Linked DNA regions of Mus musculus: regions 1 and 2 are each linked to region 3. A link is a contact called in public Hi-C data. All regions are on one chromosome and are shown on one strand. The core of a region is the stretch at or near the end of the contact, and the rest is flanking DNA. Distances in the headings are between cores, read along the strand shown.

Region 1 (2,700 bases), core at 48-2,547, 3.5 Mb after region 3:
GTGCTAAAATAAACTTAACATGGGTAATGTGCCTAGGGAGGCTTGAATCCCAATATGGCAAAACAAACAGAAAACCAGCAATTTGGTATGCTGTGCTGTCTTATATTTTACAGAAATAAATGTGAAAGTATATGACCTATGTTATGATCTTTAAAGAGTTTGTAGAAACGGAAGAGGACTCAGAGAAAAGCAACCAAAACGAACAGGAGGAGAAGGAAGAAGAGGCGGAGAAGGAGGAGGAAGATTGGAGATAGTATGCCTTTATTGTCTAACCCCAAGTGTGTTGAAGTACTGTGACAGCCATCTTGGCAATTAGAAATGAGTATCTAAAATTTGGACTGTTCTAGAAAAATCTGTTACAGAGATAATGTTAAAGCCAGATTACAGGAATCACAGCCACTAATATACAAATAATTACAGAAAGGCTTTGAATGTGGAGGTGTTGTTCTGATGACTCTATTGATGTATTTGAAAGCACTGGAGTTACTCCCCAGGAAAATTACAACCAGAGTTCCCTAAAGCAGAACCTCCCTGTTTTCTATTCATTTGCTGAATATCAAAAGCATTTTCCAGCCAACAGTACGGCAGAGAATCTCGATTGACCCGAGGAAGAACCAGTCTGAGTTGCCAAGTCGGATGAGGAAGCCAACTGCCAAATCAGCTATCAGGGGAAGTTCCTAACACCCTGGTATCACTTGGTTAGACAGTTTAAGCCAGTGAGTTTTCTGGTAGGATTGTTTTTTGTTTTTTTTTTTTTCCTTTTAATCCTTTTTTGCGTAACACATATCCATTTAGTGATCCGATTAATGGCCGGGTCATCTATCCCCAAAATACATTCATTTGTAACACACCTCCCCTTCCAATTTTGCCCATGATTGCACAGGGTTCGTGGATTAAATAAAGTCTATCCTTAGATAACCCGGTTATGTTTGTGAAGATTTCCTGGGACTCAAGACAAAATCCTTTGATAACCCTTTAGAATCACCTCTTTTATCGGTCACGCGGCCAAGGGAACCCCGGTCTCCCAGGGTCTCTCCCATCCCCCGCCCCCGAGGCCCCTGCCGCGCAGGTGCGAAAGACCTCCCAGGCCACTCCGGCAGAGAGCGTGAAGGGGGGGGCCCTGGGAGGGGCGGGGGCGGGGGTGTTGCTAGGCGACCACGCTCTCCGCCCAGACCGGCCTACTTCTTCCGCAGGGGGCGCCATGGGCCGAGCCCAGGCTCGCGGGCCTCCCGGATCGGCCCTTTTCCGACTTCTTCCCCTCTGCCGGGCGGTGGCGCACGCCCGTGACGTCACAGGAGGCGGGGCCAGCGCGGCTGCCGGGTGCCGGAGGCGCCATTGGAGCCGGCTTGGCTTGGGAGCCGTAGCTGAAGAGTTGGATCCAGGGCAGTCCTTGCTGCCGCGTCTGCGTCTGGTCTCTGGCCCTTCCGCGGGATGGCGTGCGGGGCGACACTGAAGCGGCCCATGGAGTTCGAGGCGGCGCTGCTGAGCCCCGGTTCCCCGAAGCGGCGACGCTGCGCCCCTCTGCCCGGCCCCACTCCGGGCCTCAGGCCCCCGGACGCCGAGCCGCCGCCGCTTCAGATGCAGACGCCGCCGGCGAGCCTCCAGCAGCCTGCCCCACCCGGCAGCGAGCGTCGTCTTCCAACTCCCGGTAACCTGCGCTGCTGCTGCGGACTTGGCAGGAAGCCAGGCCCGGGCGTGGGGGGCGGGGAGGGTGCGGGGGTCGTGGACACCGGCCGAGATCACCTCCGCACCCCATATCGGCCTTGGGAGAAAAAGGAACTGGGGTGCTGCTGGGCCCGGTTGCTTCCGGGGACGAGAGACATCCGGGAAGGGCAGTGACCCCACAGTGTCGGTTTTCGGGTTTCCTGGAGCTGGAGAGTCTGAGGGGTGGGCACCAAAATGAGGTGGGGATACCCCAGACCGCCGAAGGCTCTTGGTGTCCCTGAAGCCCCTCCTGCCTCCGCTTGTGCGGAACCTCCCGGGAGATCCAGTGGGCCATGGAAAATTGGATTCTGCTCACGAACCCAGCCATGAGTGGGGCGGGAGACGGATAGAGGGGAAGGGGCGTGAGCGTATGTAGCGCCGCAAGGTGCTTTTAGGAAGACTTGATTTCTAGAATTCTTTAGGGAGCAGAAGCCATGGAATGCAATTTCAACCAGACTATTTCTTAAGAGACGGACTGACCTTGTTTTATCGTGTGGCTATTGTCTTGTTTCGGGTATGGCTTGAAGTGGGTAGTTGGTTGGCTAGTATTTGAGAATCCTTAAGTATACAGAGATTCTGTACTCAAAATTCAAATATCTAATACAGTGACTCGACTTGAGTAAGGCACTTCGTTTTAGACAAGGCAAAAAGAAGGACTCATGGGGCAGTAAAGATGCCTATCATATTGCAGTAGGAGGAGGGAACGCGCTTCAGCACCCATATTCAGCAAATTAGAGGGATCCCAGAAATAATCCCTCAAAAGTGGATTTGGCCAAGTTGTTTCTTTGTTTTCTTCTTATTGTTGTTCCTCAAGCATTAGGAAAACCTGCAGTCCCTTTAAATCATTTTTCCCCCTTACATCTTGCAGTCTCTAGTGCCTCTAGTTTTCATTTCCTCCTTCCTGTGCTTAGCCCCTCAAGGATACTGCTGCCACCAGCAGTCCTCTCGAGCTTTACCTGTGTTCACGTCGTCGTATCATCCATTTCCTTTAACTGT
Region 2 (2,700 bases), core at 117-2,616, 3.3 Mb after region 3:
TCTAAGCTACAAGCTCCCAAAAGCAAGAACATTTCCATGGCTGTATCCCCTTGGTGCCCAGAACACACGGCTGGAGTAAAATCATTACATGAAAGAAACATGAGGGGTTTTTTTTAACAGAATTCCAAGCCATCTGTGACACTTCTGATGCCACAAACTACAGTGGTCTCACAGAGTAGTTCCTTATACTTTTGCTCACATTGACTTCCGATGACATAAGGAAATGAGTAGTAATTCTAACTTGTCAGTTCATCCATGTAAGAGAATTAAAAGCCCTGCTTTCTTCTAAGTTCTCCCAAATTTTCCCCTAGCTTTTGTTCCCTAAAAAGCAGATACAAATTATTTCCCAGACACTTCCTATTCTCAAAAGGACCAAGTTTTCAATCCCTGCCAGCCATTCCATTCTATTCCCTTGAAAACACCAAGCAATGTTGAGTTCTTACCATGTAGAAGGCATTCAATATACTGTTAAGGCCAGTTAGCTTTATTCTATGATTCCAACCACCATACTCTCTAGCCTTACACCCAGAAAGGAAGGGATACACTTTACGCTTCCATTGTTTTAAAGTAAAGAATATAGCTGTTTTTATGTGCTCTGAAGCACTTTTCAAATTGTAATTCCACTTTAATTATGATATCTACACAAAGTAGGAATTACTATAGGCTAAAAGAGTTGAAAAGCCACAGCCCAAACTGTCTATGAATCTCCAGCTTCGGGGACTAGAGCCATTTAATAACCCACTTTCAAATCCAGTCATTTTCTTAGTTGCCTTTGTCCAAAAGAAAAATTTGTAAAATCCCGCACACTATACGGCAGGGAGCAACTGGGATCTCAAGGTCTTGCTAACGTGTCCACTGCGGCTGCTCGCGGGAAAGCAACGGAAGTTGGAGAGACTTTGCAACAGCTGCAAGAGTTTCAGTCCGGGGCAGAGAGCGACCACCGGGGCGAGGCGAAGTCCCGCGGCCGGCGTGCGCCCGACCCACGGGACCCCAAGGCCTCGCTGCTCCCGGGGCGGGCCCCACCTGGCCAAGAGCGCGCGGACGTGGGCTGCAGCCGCCCGCCTCGGCTCACCTTTCGTCAGCGTGTCCAGCACCCCCGACTTCTCCAAGTACCTCCGGAACTGCTCGCGCTTCGAGTCGGCGGCCTGAGGAGACACGGCGGGTCAGGGACCGGAGCCCGGGGCCGGAGCAGGAAGACGGCGCGCCCCGCCGCCGGCCCCAAGCCCTGCACACGCCCCAACTCCCACCCGGCGCCGCCCGCACGCCCCGAGCCACGCCGCGCCCCCCTCACTTTGTAATGGGCCATAGTGACAGCCACAGCGGCGTAGCTGGCGCCGGAGACACGGGCAGGCGGGCTCCAAGCCTCACTGCTCATGCGCGGAACGGCGCGCGCGTCTGCGCACTGGGCAGGCACGGGCCGGGGCCACCGGGGTGTGGCCTGTTTTCATGGCGACCGGGACGCTGTGTATCCCTGTCTCCTCGGAGCCTAGAGAGGCTGCGTGAGCCCGCCCTCCGCGGTTCCGGGCAGTCTCGCGTCTTCCTGTTCCGGTTGCCGCGGCGATTCGGTTGCCTAGCAAGAGGCGAGGTTTAGGTAAAGCCAGGCGAACGACCTGTGGGGCCCTGGATGGGTGTGGCCAGGAGTTAGAGGCTCCTGATGTAGTATCTCCCCACGTGTTAGTGGGCGCGCACTCCTTGTCATTTGGGTCTTTGGTGAGGAACAGACCAATGCCGTGTTTCTTGGCTCAGAAAAATACCCAGCACCAGGAAAAAGTTCAAGGTCACCCTCAGCTAAATAAAGAATCTCTTTTGGGCTTGTTCAGGGCTTGCTTGTAATCATTAAGCCCCGTGATATTTGCAGATAACTGCTGGCTGGTAGAAAACTTATCTCTACAGCAATGTTGGATTAGGGCAATGACCTCTGAAGTGGTTCTTTTCTCTGCCTTTGTCATTAGTTTCCTTTTTTTTTTTTTTATACCCCCTTAGTGGTTAACATTAAGTTCTTTTCCATATATATTATGCGTGTTTTTATGTTGAAAATAATTATAGGTAGTACTAAGTGTGTATGTCTCTCTAAGGAGATTTCTAAGTGCAGAAGAGGGCCCTTTAATGAATTTGTAGTTGTGCCTGCTACTTGGCTAGATTTTGTTTTGATCTCTCTATATAGAAGTCATTCTATTCACTAGGCGCTGGTGGCACACGAATTTAATCTCAGTGCAAGAAAAGTGGAGACCATCCTGAGTTCGAAGCCATTCTGGTCCAAGATGGTCAGGGCTACACAGAAACCCTGTCTCCAAAACAAAGAATTCATTGTAGTCTTGTTTTAATGTAAGGCCCTACCCCCACCTTATCTTTTTGAAATCCAGTGGATTTTTTTTTTTCCAGGAGTTGGGGAAGAGTATTCATGCCGTGGTGCAGTTGGAGATCGGAAGACTCATAGGACTTGCTCTCCTTCCACCGTTAGTCTCAGTAATTGCATTAAGGTTGTCAGGCTTGACAACGAGTGCCTTTACCACCAAGTCATCTTACTGCTCCCTAGCTGCAAAGTTTCTAGACTATCTAAGAAAAGCAAAACGATGGCTCTATGTTGCACAAATAATGAAAATACTGTCTTTTCTGTTGGTCTTGAGAAAAAAACATATTTGGTTATGAGAAGCCACAGAACTTAAACTCATGTTGAAAGAACTTATGAACCCAGCTTCA
Region 3 (2,700 bases), core at 147-2,646:
TTAACTCAGTACTTCGTTCTATTTTCTGTTTTAAGTTTTGGGGTTTGTTTGGTCAGCTGGTTTTGGTTTTTTGAGATAGGGTTTCCCTGTGTAGCCCTGCCATTCAGATTCCTTCTGTAGACCAGGCTGGCCTCAAACTCAGAGACTGGACTGGCCTGCCTCTGCCTCCTTAGTGCCAAGATTAAAGACATGTGCCACCACCGTTGGGCTTGTTTTTATTTTTAAGACAGGTTCTCATGGCACCCAGCCTGGCCTCAAACCCTCAAAGTAGCTAAGGATAACTTTGATCTGCCGACGCTCCTGTTTCCAGTGCCAAGTGCTTGTGATCACAGGTCCACACCAAGTGCAAGTCCTTTATACAATTCCTGGGTAGAGACTCTCAATTTTCCAATTTGTCTTAGGGCGGGCATATCAAGCACCAGTCTATGAGTATTACTCTTGTACATAGAAAGCCCAAGTTCTATGTGCTCTTGTCCGAATTCCAGTCATCCATGTATACAACACAACCTTCTCTTCGGTAAGCTATGTGGGCCTACCCTACCTGTCTACAGCTCTCAAAACACCCTGGAGCTCCACAAGGTTAAGAACTAAGGATGTCCGGATCGTCCTATGCTCTGTGCCTCTTCCCACCCTTGCTATCCTCCCTAGCAAAGAGCTAAAAAAGTTTGTTGGTCGAATGAATGACAGGCAGCATAAACATGTTGCTTTGTTTATGGAAGACTACAGCAGCCTTCCACCCGCACTCACAAAGGGGTATAGGGATATGATCATAAGCAGCTAGACTTCATGAAGTCATCCCGAAGGTATCAAAATGTAAGTAGCACAAGTGTTTCCCAAATACTGCAACGCCTATTTCCAGCCCGACACGCAGGGGCGCCAGCCAAAGGCTCCAGGTACAGGTCAACCGGGCCGCCAGGAAACCTGTCCCAGTGCCTGAGCCCACCGGAAGCTCTCCAAATGAGAGCAGTCGTAGGAGGTCCGAGAAGGTGAAACCATCAGCCTTGACAGCCAGCCAAGTTGGGATGGGAGCGCCAGTGAGGTTCGGGTCATCAGCTCCTGTTCCCTGTCCAGTCACGCCACACGCGTGGCTTCGTCACCCTTCGGCCTGCAGGGGCCTGAGGCGGACGAGATCTGACCACAGTCCACACTCGGCCACCAAAAGCTGGCCGAGGCCGAGCGGGTCACGGAAACCATCGCTCCCTCAACTAGGAGGAGCCGTTCCCGTGGGACTGGGGGCCAGCGATCCTGGGAAGCGAAGTGCCCTCAGCCCTGGGAACTCACCTGCGGTCCAGCCCGCACACCCCGGACAGGTCCCGCGCTGCGCCCGCTAGCCGGGAGCAACAGGGACGCCGAGGTTCCCAGTGGCCCGCGGGGCGCGCCCGAGGCCCCGCCCACTGGCATCTCTCGGAGAGCAGCGATTGGCTGAGCTCCAGCCAGCTACAGAAGAAAGGAAGCCAGGCACCCGACCCTGCGTTGGACTAAACGCAGAATAGTATAGCGCCCCCTGACGGCTCGGAGGCTCCCCTGTGACGTTGCCACATGCTTGTGAAGAAGAAAAAAGAATAGTCAGCTTTCATTGATCCAAATGAAGTTCATTAGGTGTCTTCCGAGACTTACCTAGGTCGGATATTACTGAAACCGAAAACCCAACCCCTGACCTCCAGAAGCTCCCGTAGCAGAGAATAACCTAGTACTTTCAATCTTCTTGGGATCTGTGCTTTCAGGCTGTGTGTCCTTGGGAACATCATTAATTAATCTGAGCCTCAATTCTTCTGCATAGCGTTAAAACCTTCCATTTCAGCAGGGATGTTGCAAGGGTTAGATAACATCTTGTTTGTAAAATACTGTGCCAGGCACACATCTCGCAGGGAACTAGATTGTAGCGTTAGTGAGTCTACAAATTGCTGAAAGTACCAAGACCCTCTGATCGCAAGTACTCACTCTCCTTCCTCCATGTTTCCCCTGTCCCTGAGCGGAATTATACTTATCACATATAAGAAAAAGCCTCACACCCCAAGCTCTCTAATGGACTACCATAGTCCTGCCTTCTCAACCTGCCCACACTGCTCTCAACCTGACCAGTCTCCTTCCCACTAATAGCATGCTAAAAATCAACGTTTGAAGCCTGTGTGTCCATGTTCTTTCATCTACCTGGAGTGCTCTACCCAGCTTCCCTTAAGTCTACCCAGCTTCCCTTAAGTTAGCAGTGAGCCATTTCTCAAGGTCACGGGTACTCTCACAGGAAGCGTCTTCAAGACTGTACTGTCAAGTTAGAGATTCTTCCTCTTTTAGATCAAAGAGCCCAAAGCTAAGCCTGACAGCGAAGATGGGGAGGAAGAAGCTGCCAGAAATTAGCAACCGTGATTATCAGACCTTGATTACTTGTGCATTGAATCTGTGGGAAGAGATCAGAACAGTCTAGAACACAGGCTGGCATTTAGCCATTCTACAAGCTAGACATTGGCGATACAAATGGGGACTGCCCTCCGTAGTTTCCTGGATGGAGAAGAAACAGGAAGACCCACACAGTGTCATAACAGAGGACACTGTCCGTCCATACAAGAAGAATGAGTGGAGGTTCCCTGGAAGGACAGATCCCTAAGCTGGATCTTAATAGTGACTAGAAGTTCCCTCCAGCAGACCTGGGTAAGCACAGAATCCCCAGCTAAAGTGGAAATGACAGCATTGAGAAGTCCTGAG

What was found. Hi-C and Micro-C count contacts between places; a contact is called where the count stands out from the background.
Region 1: a Hi-C map of CD8 T cells shows a contact between it and region 3, with 5 times the contacts expected there. The contact joins the promoter of Akirin1 here to the promoter of Smim12 in region 3. A contact is called at or near these places in 2 of 484 Hi-C or Micro-C datasets (CD4 T cells and CD8 T cells).
Region 2: a contact with region 3 is called in a Hi-C map of CD8 T cells, with 4 times the contacts expected there. The contact joins the promoter of Mycbp here to the promoter of Smim12 in region 3. A contact is called at or near these places in 2 of 484 Hi-C or Micro-C datasets (CD4 T cells and CD8 T cells).

The regions. Positions count from the first base shown.
Region 1 is chr4:123,748,896-123,751,595 of GRCm38.p6, reverse strand. It overlaps Akirin1 (akirin 1), which reads left to right and starts at 1,297. Exons shown (of 5, transcript NM_023423.3): 1 at 1,297-1,648. The coding sequence starts at 1,432.
Region 2 is chr4:123,903,679-123,906,378 of GRCm38.p6, reverse strand. It overlaps Mycbp (MYC binding protein), which reads right to left and starts at 1,366. Exons shown (of 5, transcript NM_019660.3): 1 at 1,292-1,366; 2 at 1,073-1,145. The coding sequence starts at 1,306. It also overlaps D130007C19Rik.
Region 3 is chr4:127,242,480-127,245,179 of GRCm38.p6, reverse strand. It overlaps Smim12 (small integral membrane protein 12), which reads right to left and starts at 1,396. Exons shown (of 2, transcript NM_030252.2): 1 at 1,282-1,396.